2 separate regions of the Solanum lycopersicum genome follow, and region 2 is linked to region 1. The links are chromatin contacts, called in public promoter capture Hi-C maps. All regions are on one chromosome and are shown on one strand. Each heading gives the region's core, a stretch centred on a gene start, on an enhancer-like site or on the middle of the called end of the contact. The rest is flanking DNA. Distances are from core to core; before and after follow the strand shown. Region 1 holds the start of LOC101263985 (protein yippee-like). Region 2 holds the start of LOC101265111 (transcription factor DIVARICATA).

Region 1 (5,182 bases), core at 732-3,231:
ACAAACTAAACCTACAAGGTATAGCCCACCTTGTTCAACTTTTCATGTAAACTCAAATATTCTAGGTTGGTTATGAGTTTTGACCTTCCATAACAATAATGACTCGGAACTAATAACAAAATCAAAGATCCTGATAGCAATGTCAATGACACAAATGTATGAAGATATAAATATAAAGTACCGTGTCTTTAACAAACTAAACCTACAGGGTATGGCCTGCCTTGTACACAACTTTTCAGGTGCACTCAAATACTCTAGGTTGGTTGTGACCTTCCACAACAATAATGACTCTGAGCTAATAACAAAATCAAAGATCCTGAGAACTACGTGACCCACGTAGAGTAAAAGCCTAATAATTTGCACATACTCCAGTTGCACTCAACTTCTGAAAAACAAATCTTTTTTCATTTCAAATTATGAAAATTTTGGCTAACTACTACCAAGATGAGTTCTTCAATACTTCATCTTTTTTCACTTTCTAGTTTAACAATGTCCTCCACACCAGTAAAAGAAGGGGTGGAAGTAAAATAAGAGGATTTATATGGTAGCTTTTTTCATCTTTCTGTACCAGAGGTATGGATAAACTTGACCTTAGTAATATCATTTTTCATCTAACCAATCTAAAAATAACTCATGTCCCATCAAATAATGCCAAGAAAAGATTAATAGTTAACAACAATCAGTGCAAATAAATGGTAATTCATACTCTAACAAGAATAAAACCAACAGAAGTTGTAAGTTGCACTGGTGATTTTCATGCTGGAAGTTTAACGATTGGACATGTGAAAATGTCACAAACATATCTGATGATTGAATGTGCAGAATCAAAGAGACTTACACTTTACTGAAGAGATAAGCCTTCCCATGTCTGCAGCGAAAAGACTGAAGGAAAGATCAGAAGGAAAACATAGAGTTAGATTACTTCAGGACTCAGAATGACTACATACATTATATAGGGGCTGAAACAAGGATGTAACATAAACTACAATATAATTAATTGTAGAATCAACAGTTCACTCTATTCAAAAGCATATGAATTTTCTAAGGAACAATAGTTTTAAAGCTGCAACACTTGAAAATGTGCTCTTATTTTATGCTAGAGAAGTCATATGGAATTCTTCACCAGAAATTATGAATGCACATTACAATGAAATTAAGCAAAATGAAGAGACCAAACAAGCACCAAATTGATGAAAAAATAGAAAATAGATCAGTCCCAGGACCTGATCAATGAACTGGGCATAACAATTTATAGTTCGAATATTGAAGCCACAAACATGGATTAAATGGAAAATGCCAATCAAGTATACACCAAGTATCAGACTCAGCAAACAACTCCTCCAATTCTTCACTGGATTAAGCAGAATTATTGTATTGTATGCTATCAGCAATAATAACTACTATTTTTTTTCTAAGTCTCAAAGAATGCTCATACAATCCCTTTTACTCCAAACCCAGCAACTCCACAAAACCCAGCTCTTTGATGCTAAAAATTCATCTCCTTTAGGGAAAAATTACTCAATCTTACACCTTCTTCACTCACATAGCTGATTTAAAGTAGCCAATTTTTATATACATCTAAAATTACTGAAACAGACCAACAACAATCCCTAACAAGTTCTAGAAACAAAACCACCGATCAAGCCAAAGATAGTATTTTTATAACGAAACAAATCAAAATCAAAATTAAATTTCAAGAAATCACAACAACAGAGTGATCAAACAAAAAAGACGGAGGAAAACCTTGGAAACAATGTTTTCAGAAAGGGCAAGATGAGTTCCACAATGCTTGCAGCTGTAGAAGTTGCCTTCAAGAGTCAACACAAATAATCTCCCCATCAAAGATTTTTGAGATCACAAGAAAAGTTGAAGAACTAAAATGGAAAAGGAGTTGTCCAAAAAGGGGTAATAGTTTTTGTTTCACTGGAAGATAGTAAGTAACGTCAAGAAAGGGAAAGGATTCAATGTGTGAGGGACTCTTCGAAAAATTTAATGCTACTTGGCTTTTTCCTTTTTAGTCCATTTAAAAAATGAAAAAGATCAAAAATATTCTCAAAAATGTGAAATGAATAAAATGCTTTCTCCGTTCCATATTAATTTAAGTTTTGATCATTTTTTCATTTTTTAAATTAATCTAAGTTTTCAATTCTCAAGACTATTTCAATTCTCAAGAATATTCTTTCAATTTTACCTTTAAAGTTAGTATTGAAATTAGTTATTATAATTAATGTTTAGTTATTTTTTTAATAATTAATAAGGATAAAAATAAAAAATTATATTTAATTTATGTCCTAATCACTTTTCTTAAACGGTATGAAACACCTCAAAACTTAAGTTAATATGGAATGGTGGGAGTATTATTTATGAACAAAATTACTCGTGCAGTCAATACTTTGGTACAAATACCCTTATCGTTGATAATTTGGTCTAAAAATACCCTATAGTTACTGAATGGATCAAAAATATTATTTTTCGAGTAAATATATTATTTCTTTTCTTTTAAAACACATTTTGTTCCTAATAAATGTTTTGTTTAAGAACTTTATTCTTGTTTTGTTTCTTTTACAATCACTTATAAGTAATAAAAATGTAGGAAATAATTTTTTCTTCATAATCTCATTTTATCAATTAAAATAGAACAACCACGTGTTCTCTTTTTTCACGGATAATATGTCATACTTATAAGATCATAGTAAATAAATAATTAGTTTTTATTTATATAAAGATAAAATAATTATAATAAGATAGGAATTTTTTTATTATTCCAAATTGATGTAGGATAAATATTTACTAATTAAAATTTATATTTGATAAAGAATGTTATAAAAAATAATAATATAATTATGTGAAAATGGTTTTTGACTTATTAAGTAACAAGAAAGACATTTTTGGACTGATGTATTAACTGCAAAAAATAATTTTTTAGATCAAATCATAAATAAAAGACATTTTTGTTCATTTCACATAGTTTAAGGACATTTTTAACCCTCTTTCATTTAGAAGATACTTTTAAGAGTAAAAGAGCACTACAATTTTGTTATTTGTGCTCCTATTTTTGTTATGGAGTATTAGATTTGTATATATCGCAGGCGAGTATCTCGTTTGTATAAAAGGCAATAATTATATGTGTATCGATTAGATAATTATATATATGTAATTACTATGTATATATATATCAATGATTGTGTTTGTGTATCTACATAAAATTTGAATATGTACACAATTGAATCGAAACAAAATATTTGTATATCAAATCTCGCTCGCTCTACACAACATAATTATACATTGTAATTTGTATAATTTGTGTTTGTATAAAATGAGAAAGAGAGAAAGGCAAAAGAGAACTGGTAGGGGAAGATCTTTATTTTTATAATTATAAGTGTATAGAACGAAAATATATAGATTTATGTATACGATTTTCTCTCATTTAGCACTTGGTTCCCTCAAGATCTTCTTGCTGTTGTAAGCAACGAATGATAAGTGTTGTTATTTTGCCTTGTATCAGGTGATCATATGATGCCCTTGTGGTGCAGGATGTACATCAAATAAAGTAGTTAATTGTAGTGTAATATCTCATGTTGATGATGACTAAGCATATTCCACTTGGAATAGTCAACTTTTTAATGTATTTTGTGAATTAGACACAGAGAAAGTGAGATTTGATAAATAATCATTGACTGGACCTACACATGCAACTTGTTCCTTACCGTCACTAGAAGAACCTAAATCTGCAATTGGAGCCTTATCAATCTGGTGTTTCATTACCTCTGTGTGGATCATCACTTTGACTTATTCCTCATGATCATCATCTGATCCTTCAAATGAGGGACCAATAGCACTCTCATCATCAAAGAGTATATGGGTTATTGTTGCAGCATTTTCACCATTAACTTGTTTACTATCAGCTTGCACTTCCCCTGAATTATGATTACCATGTGATTATAATTTAGAGAAAGATTCAATAAAAGTAGCAGGGTGACGTGAGATGTCAATATTAGTTGAGATTAATTTGGAGACGCGAGGACAATGTGTTTTTAGTAAAACAAGTTTCTGGATACATGCAACCTCCTTGTATGGGGATGATAACATTCATATCCTTTCTGTTACATATTTTGCGCTTTGAATAGACAAGGATAAGTCTTCAGTGATATATAAAAAACATCTATACCCAAACACCTTTGTGCTATTATAATCAGGTTGCTCTCCATACGCTATTATAATCAGGTTGCTCTCCATATAACGTAGCAAATGGAGTCATCATTTTTAGGAATGAGGAGAGAAGTCTATTAATGAGTACCACTGCAGTGAGGGAAGTCTTAACATATGAAACAAAGGTAGCTTAGCATGAAGTTGTAGAGTTAAGACAATCTCCACAATACGCCTATGTTTTCTTTTGAAATTTCATTTTATTGAGGTGTGTTAGGATATGAAATATGTCTCACAATACCACAATATTCCAAATACTTGACGAAATCTGTCTTGATAAACTCACCACCTTTATCACACTGAAATATCTTAATTTCTTTAGAAAATAATTTTTTTGCCATTTTCTGGAATTTTACAAAGATTTCAAAATATTCAGATATCATTTTCGATGGAAAAATCATGTATATCTTATGTGATAATTTATGGAATCGATAAAATATTTCATATGTTGAGAAGATTCAACGAGAGCGAGTCCTGATTTCACGTATCAGAACACTTCATTTAATACTAAGTGCAAACGATTGTGAGTAGTAATGTAACTCAACCAAGGGTTGGGATCGTTCCCACAAGGAGTGGTTTTGAGAATCAATAGACAAGTGCAAATATGATCTAGTCAATCATACCTAAAAATATTTACAAATAAAACATAATGAAAGTTTGGAGTGACACAAGTGTCAAATATCAAAAGGGGGTTTTGTTTTCAACTATCAACTAAAACAAGTAATGTGAAAATACAAGTAAGTTTTAAGATCTCAAACTTGAAAAATGAACAATATGAAAACTTCTATTCAAAATTACATCAAAGATCCTTTTAGACTAAAAATTCAAACAAGTATTTACACTTGTCAAAAAATGTATTGCGAAGGACCATTCGTGAAATAGTCGGGATCACCGATTCACTCGGCGATCCATCATTTGATTAATTCCATTGTCTTTTTGCGTTGGCCTTCAGCAACTTCAAGCTTTGTAACTTTAG
Region 2 (5,182 bases), core at 1,632-4,131, 160 kb before region 1:
TACATGATTGTTTGAATCAGCAGGAACTGCACTACTGGTGACTAGAGTGTCAATAGTAGGAGGTAATATGATGAGTGACACCAGTATCTACTATCCATTCATTTAGAACATGAGAGCATAGGTTTACAGAAGACTTACCTGCATCTACATATTGATAGAGACATTATTAGACAGTAGCTGAAAGATTTGTTGGTATTGATCCTGAGAAAAAAGAGCACCACCTTGGGAACCAGAAGTTTCATTGACTGTATGCCCAACATCTCATGAGCTTTCAACTTGATGTGCAGAAGCACCTGAAGAGGAGCCTTTCCCTTTTGACTTAAAGTAAGAAGGATATCCCATAATTTTGCAGCATTGCTCTTTAGAGTGCCCTTTGCAGACACAATGAGTGATTGCACAATGTTTTGTCTTGTTTTAGAAGTTCTAGACATACTTGCACCACTACTAGACCAGTTATAGAGGAGCTGCTTGTAGACCCTGTGTGGTAGACTGGAACTTTGTGACTTTACATTGTTGAACCTACATTGGACTTAGTCCTACACTTGGATAAACAGAATGCACTAGATTTCTCTGAGACTCTTGGTCCAAGAAAAAAACATATGTTTTGTTTAATGTGGGAAGAAGACTCATCATAAAAATTTGACTCTTAGGAGGGGAATAAGAGTCATTGAGACCCATGAGAAACTGTAGTAACCTCTGGTAGTCATAATTTTCACCAAATTTCCTTGATTCAGGATAAGGACACGAGGGATGGGGCATGATAACAACATACTCATCTCAAAGATCTCTCAATTTGGAAAAGTAATCAACAATAGACATAGTTCCTTGGATAAGTGAGTGAATTTATTTATGAAGATGAAACACTCTGGATCCATAAACAGTGTTAAATCTCTCCCTTAGATCCGAAGCATACACAACTGAGCTCAAGAGCCCAGGTCTTACAACATTCATAATCCAAGACAAAACTTCAGCATTACATTTTACCCATTGATCATGCAGTATAGGCTCAAACATAGAATTAGGAAATCAACCATCAACAAATCCTAATTTACTACGACCTACAAGTCCAATCCTGAATGATCTACTCCATAGTGCACAACTCTTAGATCCAGTAAACTGAAGAGAGACTAAAGAGCTACCTAAAGAATCTGTGTGTTGCAGGAAAGGATGATATGATCGAGTATTGAAAATGTAGCCATTGGAGGAGCAACATTACTTCCACTTTTAATAGATGTTTCAATCGCCATTTGTAGAGAATTGAAGCACATTAATCAACTTTGTGATACTTCCTTTGGAGTTAATTCTGAAGCACAGATGAACTCTGAGTATCTAGTAGTTGAGAACACTGCGAAGTTACCCTACATCAATAGCTCTGATACCATGAAAGTTCCATTAGTGGAGGTTTGGATCACACTAAAGTGTATGAACCAATGAAAATAGAAGGAAGAAGAAACTATATTATTCTCTCAATATTTCACTGTTACATTGATTCATTTAACTTGTTCCTTTACATTTAGATGAACACCTCTATTTATAGAATAGGATTGTAACAAACTTCCTAATTGATTATAGAAGCTTTTAGAACTCTTCTAACAACTTGACTCACTTCACACCATTTAACTTGTTTTCACCTTTATTGCTCAACACTATTCAAAGTACAAGAGTTTAAAGATTTTATTTTGATTACGAATTCAGATATATTTTTTAATATAAAATTTATACATTCAAAAACTACATAATTACAAATCAACACAAGTTATAATTTTAAAAAAAATTTAAAAAAAATATTGTGAAAAAAGATGTTGTTTCACTTCCCAAATAGTTAATACTTTCATATAAGATAGGACAAAATAAAAGTAAAAAATAGAAATCCTTAAACTGGATGGACATCATCATCCAATAAGTTATATTAAAGAAAATTCGACCTCAGTCTAAAGTATTAGAATTTGAACTCCGATAGACAATACCCTTTATTATGAATGATTTAAAAATCTTATTCAAAATAAAGAGGTCTATGCCAAAGATAAAAGGGTACCACATGTATATATATTTAATTAAATTCAAATATAAGCTTTTTCACTTTTGCATATACATTTTTTCTTATTTGCATTTCAAAGTAAAATAAGTAAAACGAGATTGTTAAAAGAACAAAAGAATATAACGATATCATTATTGATTCACTTACAAGGAATTCAGTTGATCAAATTTAAAGACAATCTATTCTTACATGAGAGTCTGAGAGATAACACCTTCTATTCTAAGAAGGTAAAGGAAGAGATAACATGATCTATAGAAGTCCTTTGTGCTAACATAAAATGGCTATGCATCCCTTCTTTTCAATTGACTTTTTACATATATTTTTTTTAAAAGAATTATTTAAAAAGAATGTATCTTTTAGTTTTACAACTTTTCAGTTTTAACTTTTCATACTGACATGTTCAAGATCATAAAATTAAATAATTAATAATATTTTGATACATTTTAAATATTTTATCTATTCACTTTTACTTGCCCACTATATCCAAAACATATTTTCATACTTTTACTTGTTACTTTTTCTATGTTTTCACTTTTACCCTTTAGCACTAGTCCTTAAAACATTTTTCAAGATCTAATACTAAACTTCAGTTAATAGGGCACAGTATGATAAATTAGTCATACTAATCATTGTTTTCTTAATGGAAGTATCAAGTCTTAATAAGATCGTATAATTTTTTCCCCTCAAGTTACATATCAAATTAAAACGAGACAAAAAGGTGAAGGGATTACTTTTTAAAACCTCATGCACTAACGTCGCTGATATTTAACATTAAAATAGAAACGTGTAGCATGTAATATTACACCTATATATCTAATCTTACGACTGGTGGACCCATCGTCCGATCGATGTCTCCTTTTTATTATGAGTTTTTGTTCCACTCATCATTTCATTTCATATAATTCATTGATAAATTCGTTGCCACTGTACAATTTTATCAGTTTTCTGTGTTGTAATTTTTGATTCTGAATTACAATATTCTGTGTTACAACAAAAGGGTATTCTTATTCCCCAGTATATGATTCTGATCAATTAATTACAACTACCTTTGTGGGAATCTTATCATATATACTAACCTAGCTAGCACATCACTTTTGTTTTGTGAAATTGTGTGGAATGGAAACTTTATTTTCTACTTCTTCTTTATCAAATTCAAGTTGGATGAACAAGAATAAGAGAGAATGGACTAAAGAAGAGAACAAGCAATTTGAAAGTGCTATTGCAATCTATGATGAGAAAACTCCTGATCGATGGTTTAAAGTGGCTGCCCTCATCCCTGGAAAGTCAGTTATTGATGTAATCAATCAATATAAAGAACTCGTTTCAGATGTTTATGATATTGAAGCTGGATTGGTACCAAATCCTGGCTATTTCGCCTCTTCGATTACGTTGGAATTGGTTGATCATTGTGGATTACAAACATTCAGAAAAAGAGGGAGTAAATCATCTGATCAAGAAAGAAAAAAAGGTGTACCATGGACTGAAGAAGAACACAGGTCTGCTGTTTCCTCTTCACTCTGTTTTCCTTCTTAAATTGTTGTTGCTTCTAATGTTAATATACAGGGGCGGATCTAAGGAAAACGACAGGCCCCTCGTCAAAAGATTACACTTGTAGATTTTTGAATTTCTTAAACGACTGCATTATTTCTTATATACCATTTTTTTTTTGTATAGGAGATTTCTGATGGGACTTGAGAAGTATGGAAAAGGGGATTGGAGGAACATATCGAAGAAAATGGTAATTTCTAGAACTCCAACTCAAGTAGCTAGTCATGCTCAGAAATACTATCAGAGACAGATTTCAGGGGGCAAAGATAAGAGGAGGCCTAGTATTCATGACATTACCACTGTCCATATCACAGCGGACTCTGCGTCCCCAAATAACCTACTATATAACATCAATTCCTTTTCTAAAGAAAAAAAATTATATGCAACACACAACTCCTCTTTCCAGAAAACCACAACGCCAGACATAGTCAACTGTTGGAATGCTAACTTATCAAATGATCATGAAGATGTGATGGATTTTGGATCATCATTTGTCGCCTATCCGTATGAGATTGCTTCACAGTCTTGGGATGAACATGGAATTGACGACATTACTATGAATGCTGATTCACAACTCCAGTTCCAATCAACAAGATATCAGATATGGGGTTGAAAAATGTACTCACTCTGTTTTAATTTGTAATCTTGGTTATTAAATTATTAATTAATGTAACTCAAGTTTAGTTGGTCTAATTTGTATCTCACTCTTTCAGACTTCAAATGAAAATATTCTGATCAAGTAATTGTGACTGCGTTCAATTGAACCTATTATTTTTAGCATTAAGTGCACAACCCTGAAAAGTAGGAGTATTAAATTTTGATTCCTTCTTTTCAAAGAATTCATAATAGATTAAATTTCGAATTTAGTATAACATGTTCAAATAAAACTTAATTTATAATAGATTAAATTTCAAATTCAATATAACATGTTTAAATAAAACTTACGTTCGAAAAAGCTATTTGAAGATATAACTTAAATCGGAAACATTGTATTGTTACGCTCATTTATAATCAAATATAATCTTTGGGTTGTTGCTATGATTTTTGTTTCTTGTCGTGGCCAAACATAAAAGTTTTTTTCTTTCCCAAAAAATTGCATAGAATTTTTGCATATTGAAAAACTGTGTGACGATTCCTTCGGCGGGAGGTTTTCCACTAGCTAATAATAGTAGCCCTTTTAGAGTAGTGCAGCAACTTTTATCTTTTTGTTTTGCTTATTTTCTTAATACAAAAGGCAAAAATGGGACCTCTTGACCTGTGTATGTACAAAGACGCTGACCCCTTTTTCCTCCATTTTCTTAAAACATTAGGCATGTAACTGGAAGCAGACGCCAGTCCAAATCAGTCACAATATCTTTAACAAATATCACTTTGCACAACATCAATCTGATTGGAACTGGAGATCATGTTGATACTACCTTTATTGAGTTTAAGGGCCGGTTTGGCCATAAATTTTGCAAGTAAAACTTGGAAAAAAACTTGGCAAATTTTGTTTATTCATACATTTTTTAATTATTTGGCAAATTTTCCAAATTCCCAAATACTAGAAAAAACTAGTATTTGGGCCAAATTTCATTATTTGGAAAGTTTTAAAAA

Evidence for each region. Promoter capture Hi-C pulls out the DNA fragments that hold promoters and counts their contacts.
Region 2: a contact with region 1 is called in a promoter capture Hi-C map of leaf, with 4 times the contacts expected there. The contact joins the promoter of LOC101265111 here to the promoter of LOC101263985 in region 1. A contact is called at or near these places in 1 of 1 promoter capture datasets (leaf) and 1 of 1 datasets of contacts at active chromatin or transcription factors (leaf).

Annotation. Positions count from the first base shown.
Region 1 is chr3:55,035,045-55,040,226 of SLM_r2.1, reverse strand. LOC101263985 (protein yippee-like) reads right to left here and starts at 1,981. Exons shown (of 9, transcript XM_019212974.3): 1 at 1,744-1,981; 2 at 839-882. The coding sequence starts at 1,839.
Region 2 is chr3:55,200,219-55,205,400 of SLM_r2.1, reverse strand. It overlaps LOC101265111 (transcription factor DIVARICATA), which reads left to right and starts at 2,881. Exons shown (of 2, transcript XM_004235209.5): 1 at 2,881-3,534; 2 at 3,713-4,329. The coding sequence starts at 3,155. The coding sequence ends at 4,199. It overlaps LOC109119836 (a long non-coding RNA gene), which reads right to left and starts at 1,501. Exons shown (of 2, transcript XR_002027371.3): 1 at 139-1,501.